Regions from separate parts of the Bombyx mori genome. Here region 1 is linked to region 2. A link is a contact called in public Hi-C data. All regions are on one chromosome and are shown on one strand. Each heading gives the region's core, a stretch centred on a gene start, on an enhancer-like site or on the middle of the called end of the contact. The rest is flanking DNA. Distances are from core to core; before and after follow the strand shown. Region 1 overlaps LOC101735454 (heterogeneous nuclear ribonucleoprotein Q). Region 2 holds the start of LOC101742530 (cubilin).

What was found. Hi-C and Micro-C count contacts between places; a contact is called where the count stands out from the background.
Region 1: a Hi-C map of middle silk gland shows a contact between it and region 2, with 1.6 times the contacts expected there. The contact joins the enhancer-like site here to the promoter of LOC101742530 in region 2. A contact is called at or near these places in 2 of 7 Hi-C or Micro-C datasets (middle silk gland and midgut).

What each region holds. Positions count from the first base shown.
Region 1 is chr6:13,855,571-13,860,205 of ASM3026992v2, reverse strand. LOC101735454 (heterogeneous nuclear ribonucleoprotein Q) reads left to right here. Exons shown (of 15, transcript XM_062669163.1): 11 at 1,781-1,872; 12 at 2,500-2,642; 13 at 3,164-3,223. Among protein-coding and RNA genes, the nearest start is that of LOC134199069, 12 kb to the right of the region's middle. Within about 2 kb of position 2,990, at least 4 of the 8 cell types and tissues checked have open chromatin away from gene starts, as enhancers often do.
Region 2 is chr6:13,731,511-13,735,956 of ASM3026992v2, reverse strand. It overlaps LOC101742530 (cubilin), which reads right to left and starts at 1,894. Exons shown (of 17, transcript XM_038011587.2): 1 at 1,788-1,894.

The DNA.
Region 1 (4,635 bases), core at 1,741-4,240, 120 kb before region 2:
AAGATCTTTTTTTTGGTTGATTTTGAAAGCCTCGTGGGTGTAATATTCGTTTATAATATTGATCGGTTAGCGTTTTGAAGTTAGACAGGAAATCTAAACACTCGATCTTATTACTTTATCAATAACCACGTTAATTTTATGCTTTTGGACGTTAGACATAAAGTGTTGTTTCCTTTTTTGTGAACTGCAGAATTGAATAAGCATTACGGAGACCGCAAACTTTAAACCGACCTAAATAATATTGCTCATATAGTGTGAAAATGTATACGTAATATATAAACCAACTCATAACATGTAATTTTATTATAATAAGATGTTTACTCAGAATGTTACTACTGGTCAAATTTTAAGTAAATTTAAATATTTCTTAAAACGAATTATCGCAGCTACTTATCGAGGGGTGAAAGGTTATTAAGCTACATTAATCTTTGTAATTGAAGGTCCGTTTTATTTGGTATTAGTATCAACAATTTCATATTTTTAATTGAACTTCAATTTAACCTTACTCCATTCAGATAGCTGAAGAAGTTTTTTTGTTATCATTTATTTTCCAAATTTTAAACTTTAAATGGCTTCCCTGTAAAGCTGCAACAATGTCGCTAAACTTTTCACCCGTCGAGACGTGCTGCCCTATGGCTAAAGTGGATCTTGTTTTGCAGACGCACTGTTAATAAATGTCGAACACGAACGTTAGAAGCTTTGTCTCCTCATTTGCTTTACAAAACTACGCTAGAGGAAGTGTCCCTCAGAATCGATGTTTTGTTCACGCAATTTATTTTCACGTTCTATCGATGTTTGTGTTTTTGGAACGAAGTTCCTTATCGCGCGTTGTGAAAGGGGACTAGACGGAAAAAATTCTTACGAAAAGTTGTCACGACACTTTTTAGATCCGTCATTCTGACCAATCAACGTGTAGGCGCTTATCGCGTGACATTGCTCGTATCCGATTGGTCCGCGTATTCTCGAGATAGCGTTTCAACAATAGTAATTTAGTTCATAGTATTGTTTTTTTCTTCTTCATAATGCCGTAATTTATTATTATAACTTTAAAAAAAAATTACAATTCCTTCACTAATTAATCGAAAGGAACTTCGTTCCATCCGGGTGTCCCTTGACACCTCTGAAGTTTTTTATTTACGTGCCGCTCTAGACGTCAGTCTTGTGCTTTGGTGTTTTGATATTGACACGAGAGATGATGGATTTCCGGAATCCATCATTTCTGGTTGAGAATATAAAACTGGCGAATTGAGTATTGGATGTCGCTGCCGAGACAAAGTCTTGTTTGCGTTGGTCGTAATAATTATTTTAAAAGCTTTAAAGCTGTTGATTAAAATACGTTGATTTTGTCTTGTGTGCGTCGATTGAAAATTTCACACAAACTTTAAAGTTCTGGCTTGTTGTTTATCAAAGAATTTAATTCTACTGGTGGTAGAACCTCTTGTGAGTCTGTGCAGGTAGGTACCACCGCCCTGCCTATTTCTGCCGTGAAGCAGTAATGCGTTTCGGTTTGAAGGGTGGGGCAGCCGTTGAAACTATACTTGAGACCTTAGAACTGTTATCTCAAGATGGGTGGCGCATTTACATCGTAGATGTCTATGGGCTCCAGTAACCACTTAACACCAGGTGGGCTGTGAGCTCGTCCACTCATATAAGCAATAAAAAAATTGATAAGTTTTTGTGAAGTTTCGGCTGAATTCAGTTAAAAAAATGAGGCATGATTTAAAATGGCATTTGGAGAATTTGTATCGTCGAGGGACGTTGACGAGCTCGCCCTGCGCAGGTTCGACTGGTGCGGGTGCTCGCCGCCGCACGCCATGCGGGGCCGCACGCCGCAGCAGGCGCCGCGCCCGCAGCACGCCCGCCCCGACTACGGTCAGTGCCGCACGCACCACGCCGCCAGCGACATCTGTCGCCCGCGGACTTAACGACTAACCGATGTGACGACACACGTGCTCTCTCACCCTCCGCCACTACTCACACTATCCAACTGTGAACACGGTGTGGTCCCCGCGCGACACTCGCACACTGCCACTCATCCCTTACTAACGCTGCCGACCCGCGCCCGCCCAGCCGACGTAGGACTTGGCTAGATCGACCTCTGCGTGTCTGATTAACGCAATTCATAGACAAACCGAAGAAACGTTTCACTCCCTAAAACTATATTTAGAAGGGCTAACTGTATAACTGCACCGATCATTTAAACGACATAACATTACTTACAGCTTGACCCCCCCGAACCGCATGCTTTTATATCTAAAACGTCATTTGAACGCAACATTTGGAGTTGATGTACTTATTCGGTTTCAGAAGTGTCTGGTAGTAGGGCACGGTGGTGGGCCGCGTCGTCTGCTGACGATCCGAGTTTGTAATTGTTGTGTGTGTTACGAAGAGGACGTAGGCCATGCATGTAGCTCCCGAGCGGAGGGGCCCGCCCCCCTAGCTTGTAAGTTAGCGTTAGTATAGCTTAGCCTCTAAAAGGCCTGTGTTGTGTGTTTATAGATTATGATTACGACTATTACGGATACGGTGATTACCGAGGTGGCTACAATGAGCCGTTTTACCGGTACGATGAGTTCTATTTTGATTACGCGGGGCCGCCGCAACCGTCCGCCGTCCGCCAGCCTCCCAACAGACCGCAGCCGGTGGGTCCCCACACACACTCACTAATGTTATCACTTATTTACTAGTCACTAGTCGCTCCTCGCTCTACTCATCATTGTTCTATTGATTTATTTTTTTTGAGTTGCCAAATTTTTATCATCAATAGTTTAATTTTTTTCTTTTTAATGATTTTGTTGAATCCTGTCCTCGAATGGAGTTAGTGACTCGGTAAAACGGTAGTGTGTAGGCCTGACGGTGGTGATTATACTAAGGCGGACGGACGTGCTCGCGGGGGCCGCGGGGGGCCACCATCAGGTCTATATGGCTGAGGCCGCTCCGACTAACACGCCCGTCTCCCCTAGCGCTTCGTGTCCGTTGACATTCCTCGTTGGCACCGCTTATCATCTCGCCGCGCTTGTCACCACCATGTAGTAGTGCTTTGCTTTGTAAGTGACCCCCCCAGCGTCTCCGTCGCTCGGAACGCTTGAATAACACTAGTAATGTTGTTGCAACGTTTGTATTAAGAAGACTTACTGACCCGCTTGGTGAATGCCTCACTCAGGACGACGAGCTCGGCCTAGGAGCCAACTCACTTTACTACGACCTAACCGGAGGCACTCAGGTACCGACAGAACTGAATTATTCCAAATTTCTTATTATTCTAATTTTTTATTATTATAACTTAGACTAGCGTTCGGGGAACTTTTTTAATTATTAGCCCAAAATATTTTTGTGTAAGTTAATATTACCCTGTGGCAAAGAACAAAAAAAACGCAATCGCTTCTTTTTAGCATCTTTCATATTATAGACCCCATGATAATTATTAAAAAAAATATTATTTTTTCGTTTCATTTTATTTCGTTTCATCGAGTTTGAAATCACGATTCTAAAGAAGTTTCACTTCAATATATACTTTCTACTCACAAAAGCTTCATTTTTACCCCCCAAAATTTCATTTTATCTCATTTGGGGTAATTTACCCCGGTTCCCCGACCGCTGACTTAGACGAATGTTTTATATGTTCCATAGATTGGTAGATTATGTAAACTAAATAGTTGCATAGAAATAGGTACCTGATTGTTTCGTTCAACCGTTTTTTTTCTTGTAAAAGTATTTGGTAGTTTTTTTTTATTCTGGTAACGATATTGTGTTGCCATGTTTAGTAATTTTTTTTAGTAGTTATAATTGGAATTTGGTGCTAAGTATCTAGAAGGAATTACACAGACACGGACTTAGCGACGATTAGCGTGAAACTTATTACGCTACGGCATGTTGTAGAGAGAGCATGTAATATTTTTGAGGAAACTGCCGAGAATATCCAATAATCTTAAAAGTAGATGCCTTTACAGGATTCTTGGAACTGAATTCTGGCAACACTTTTACTAACGAAAAAAATGTCTGAGGTTTTTGTCCACTCGCGCGATTCAGATAAATGTGTGTGTAAATGCTTGCAAAATTATGGCAGAAAATGTCGTAATTGTTGATGTGTGACCGCTTAATTTGCGTAATGATCTATAGCACTACTGTTATCGGTCGTTTTAAATATCACTAACTAACATACAGGGTGTTGTAACTTTACGCATTAACGAAGAGTCCCTTCCCTTCATCTCACACATTTGTTTTATCTGACACTTATCACACGCTTTATTATCAATGAACGCAATAATATATAATATTACCGTACACTATACAAAGTTTAAGAGTGCGGGTTACTAACAAGCCTGGTTTTGGACCGATAATTAAATTTGCGAAGACTATTATCGTTGCCAGCCGAAAGTCGACATTAAAAATGCAGTTAGTGTTGCCGTATTTATTTTTATTTTCGTATTATAGGAATGTAACCGTTAAGTAGATAATAGATTAAAATGCGTATTTTAATTAGATAGAAGGTATTTGAATATTTTTAGACGATGCCGACCATTTTGCGTTACGTATGCGGGTAGCTGGTGATTTTGATGTCGCGATTGGAACGTCACTTGTGAATGAGGCTTTACAGAACATATAAGAGTTTGTTTACTTAAAAAAAGTAGGGTA
Region 2 (4,446 bases), core at 645-3,144:
TAGTAAGTTAAATTATAGTACATCTCACACTTGGAGATGGGTAAAAACCACTTTAAGAGGGAATCCAAGAGAGGGTCCCAGCTGGGCTGGGCAGAATTTTGCTCACTAAGTGGAATCTCTTCGTCACCCATCCGACAGTGCCTGATAACAAGAGCTTTCAACCAGTGCGTCATATGGCTTATGACTTAGAGAGCCAAGACGTGGACATTCAAAGTTCTGCTATTCCGTCAGCTCCAGGTCGCTCAACGAGTCATGGAAAGAGCCATGCTCGAAGATTCTCTAAAGGGATAAATCAGGTACATTTATTTTATATCTATTATTAGATAATGAAGAAAAATTTACATTTATACAATCAATAGGTATACATATAAACTTAAAACACTATATCACTTACATACCAATTCGATGTTTAGGAATATAATAGTTACATTAGAAGATGCGTAGCGATATTACTGCATCCCAGGTGGTAGAGAAGCATAAGAATTCCTCAGAGAGTAGCAGCAGCTTAACCTCCGCTATTAAGACTAATCCGGCCTAACATTTAATTCAAACAATGATATTTGTTCGGAAGTGCCGCCACAAACACACCTACTGTTCTTTTTATTGTTGACAATTCCAAAATTATAATCTCTATGCTGCTCTATAATGGTGCTCTATAATCGCGGATACTTCCATACGGACAGATAGCAGCAGTAGTAAAGAAGTATCGATAGTAGATTTACAAATATAATACTCGTACTTTAATATCTCTCATCCCCTTTACGAATAAACTTCAATTCTCAATACTCTTACTCTACAATTCTCACTGGTGGTAGGACCTCTTGTGAGTCCGCGCGGGTAGGTACCACCGCCCCGCCTATTTCTGCCGTGAAGCAGTAATGCGTTTCGGTCTGAAGGGTAGGGCAGCCGTTGCAACTATACTGAGATCTTAGAACTTATATCTCAAGGTGGGTGACGCATTTACGTTGTAGATGTCTATGGGCTCCAGTAACCCCTTAACACCAGGTGGGCTGTGAGCTCGTTCGCCCATCTAAGCAATAAAAAAAAAATATAATAATAATAATACAGTGACACTCACCGAAGAAACCAATATTGTTCCCATTGCTTCAGACTATGAGACGACTACGTAGTGACTTAACAAAAATCGAGTATTGCTAAGTTTACTGCCCTATATCTCAAAAATTTTAAGTCTAGTTTTCCAATGGCTGATGGCCACTGGTAGCTTTGATAAAATATAGCATAAAAATGCAATATATTATACAATAAGATAGGAAAAGATAGAGTACTTAAATACGCCAAACAGTAAAATCGAATTAATCATTATATTCCTTATTACATGTGCGTGTTCCATTTTGAATTACAAAAACAATTTTTTAGGATGTTTTTGAGCAATACAGCTACTAATTGAATTTAAAACAAGTAGTGGGCTTAGAATAGCTAGCTTAGAAAAGATTCAAGCCATTTTTTCATTGTGAGCAACCACCTCTGAATAAAAAGAATCCGACACAATTCATTTAATTGTCTTCAAGTATGCGATTTGAAAATCAATATGAACCTCTGACTGCCGACGACTGGAACTTGGAGAAGTATGTAAAAGTCTAAATGCCATACAAGGTTTTGTTGACAGTAGGCTGCAGCGTTATCAGGAGGTATCAGCACGCCGACTCAGTCCCCCTTCCATCGGTTCAAGCCACGCCCTCAGACTTAAGCAGTTCTCGTCTTAAATTTCAACGAGGCTTCGCACTTAACGAATTTTAGCGTAATTTTTAAATTATGTAACGACTTACCAGAAAAGGTGATATCCCATGTTGGGCGCCATTTAGCGCGTGGATGTAACGCGGTAGAAGACAGAAGCGCGGTGTGTTACCGCGGCGGCGAACGGCGCACGACTGCCGCGAGCGCGACGCGGCGCTTGCGTGCGATAACTCGACGCATGCTCAAAACTACCCTCTATTTGTTTTGCTCAGAAACGGACCTTAAAATCCGTAGAAGACGAAATTACACTCCCTCGTGTAGATACCGCGCGTAGCAGAGCATTCCAATGAGCGTTGGGATAGCACGCTGATTTATTAGCCACTTTTATTCAAGTCAGCAACGCTGGATGTGTATTACGATTGTTCAGATATAGAGCGCTTGACATCCAATTTAAATGTCATTAAACAAAAACGAAAATGGTGAAAAATTAAATGTACTATTGTTAAGCTAATAATGTAATTGGTAACAAAACCTAGGTAGCATATGCGTTTTTTGATAGCTTCATTTAACTTAACTTTTTTTGTCACTGTATAACAGATTGTATGTTTGATGTTTGTCAAGAGAAGACAACACTCACAAAGAATAAAATGTTCAAACATTATGTCTCACTTACTCCTAAAACCATAGCTAGAACTAGATAACAATTGTAAACTTAATCTTAACTATCATTTATCCCGGTGAAATTATCAAAGTGAATATACAGAGATTGTTGACTAAAGTTATTCAAAATTATATAATCACGTACGCTGCTAGCTGAGAATGCCTAATCTCTTAAAGCCGACCCTCTACTTAAAGCTCCTACTCACGTTTCAAACGTATTTATCATTTTGATAGTTACAATTTAAAGAGAAAAGTACAAGTTTTTACGTAACTCATATTTTATTCTCATGAGTTATGCTAGTCTGTTGGACAATGAAACATCTTTTTTGACAGTTTAAATTTTATTCCCAATTTTCTACATAATATGTTTTTTAACAGAGTAAATTATAAATCTAACTGCAATTTCTAACTGGATTATACTAGTCTTTATTCTAAGTTTTATAAATTAATCAACACAGAATATTACTTTTAAATCTGCTATTAAAATAAGACTTATTGCAAACATCTGTATTCAGGTACCTACCACCATCTGGCTATTTCATTCTGGCTAACGGCGAAGAAGTCTTTAAAGCCTAAGGAATGGGAAAGCTGCATCACAATAGATATGAGACTTACATAACGCGCTAATAATTACGCAAACTATTTCTTTTGCGTGTTTGATTTTTGTTACACAATGCCCGTCCAAGTCTGTGGTGTATATTCGTTACGAAAGTATGAAAAATTGATAGCTGCATGCGAGAGCTCAAAACCGGCATAGGCAGTGGTGAATTTACACTAAGGGCTGTCGGGGCAAGTGCCCAGGGCGGCAAATTTTTTAGGGCGGCAAAATTTTGAAAGTGAATATTTAATTGATTTAATTCAATTCATCCATTATTTGTGAATTATAATTTTGGCACTTTTGATAAATGATTTGATGACGATTAAATGAATTTGGTTTAATCAATTTATTTCCTTGGAGATTTAAAATAATAATCGATTTTTTTATTTACCAGAATTAAAGAAATTTAATTATTTTTTTCATGTCAGCCTTAGTGAGTCAGCTTTAGTGCCAAATTCATAATTGTTAAAAAAACATATACATATTTTTGGAATATATAACATATTATAATAAGGTTTCTAGTAAAGTTGAAGAAGAAAATATATAAACTATAAGTTAAAGTAAAATTTCAGTATTGGGGCAGATTTTTTTCCGGTGCCCAGGAGCAGCATTAATTTTAAATCCGACCTTGGCCATAGGTGTATCATTAAGCTTTTTTTATGGAGAGACCTCCATCAAGACTGGCCTGACAGCAAGACTGCTGTAAATCCAGAGTCTTCCGCTTTTCACCAGGTTGGGTAGGCGAGCTCAAGGGGCAGCTTGAAAGGGAAATGGTTCGCAAACCACGGCTTCGGAAAAGAATCAATCAAAGAATTGGAATCCCAACTCGCTAAACAGTTAATGAGCGAGAAATTCAGCGGCCTGAAGCTGCTATAGCGCTAAGCATTCAACAGTACCGAAACGGTATCAGGTGGACCCAGAGCACTTTCTAGACACTTCTAGAGTGATAACAGTAAGTCTCTGCTACTAGATGAGCTGGGTCCTACACATAGGCGTCTATGATACCATAGACTAAAAGCAATTGTGTCACAATGAGCTCAAGTACACTAGTGTTTTATTCTTTAGGCCATGATAATTTCATCATATGTCATCCACGCTATTATGTCTGCGGGGTCCTCCTCCTCCTTCCTCTTTCAGTCGATCGCTCATTGCTGAGCATCGTGATGCGCCCGCCTGTGACCTTTTTTTGTAATTTGTAGCCACTTTTGTCAGTCAGTGGCACAGTGAAGTGCTTGGCTCAGTTATTGGACCCCAAATAGCAAATATCTATTCAGGCAAATGTATTCTAAATTTTAATACTCAGTGCTGAGAGATCTCTAAACTACCATTGGTATCATTTTTACTGTTTCGTCTTCGATAGGTAATGCCTTAGTTACCTACCGAAAATTTTCAACAAATTCTGCAAACTGCTGGGTGCCGACGCTATACCAGCAAAAAATGGCTGGCATTGATTTTTCCCTAATATATACCAAATTATATTAAGTAAATTTGCG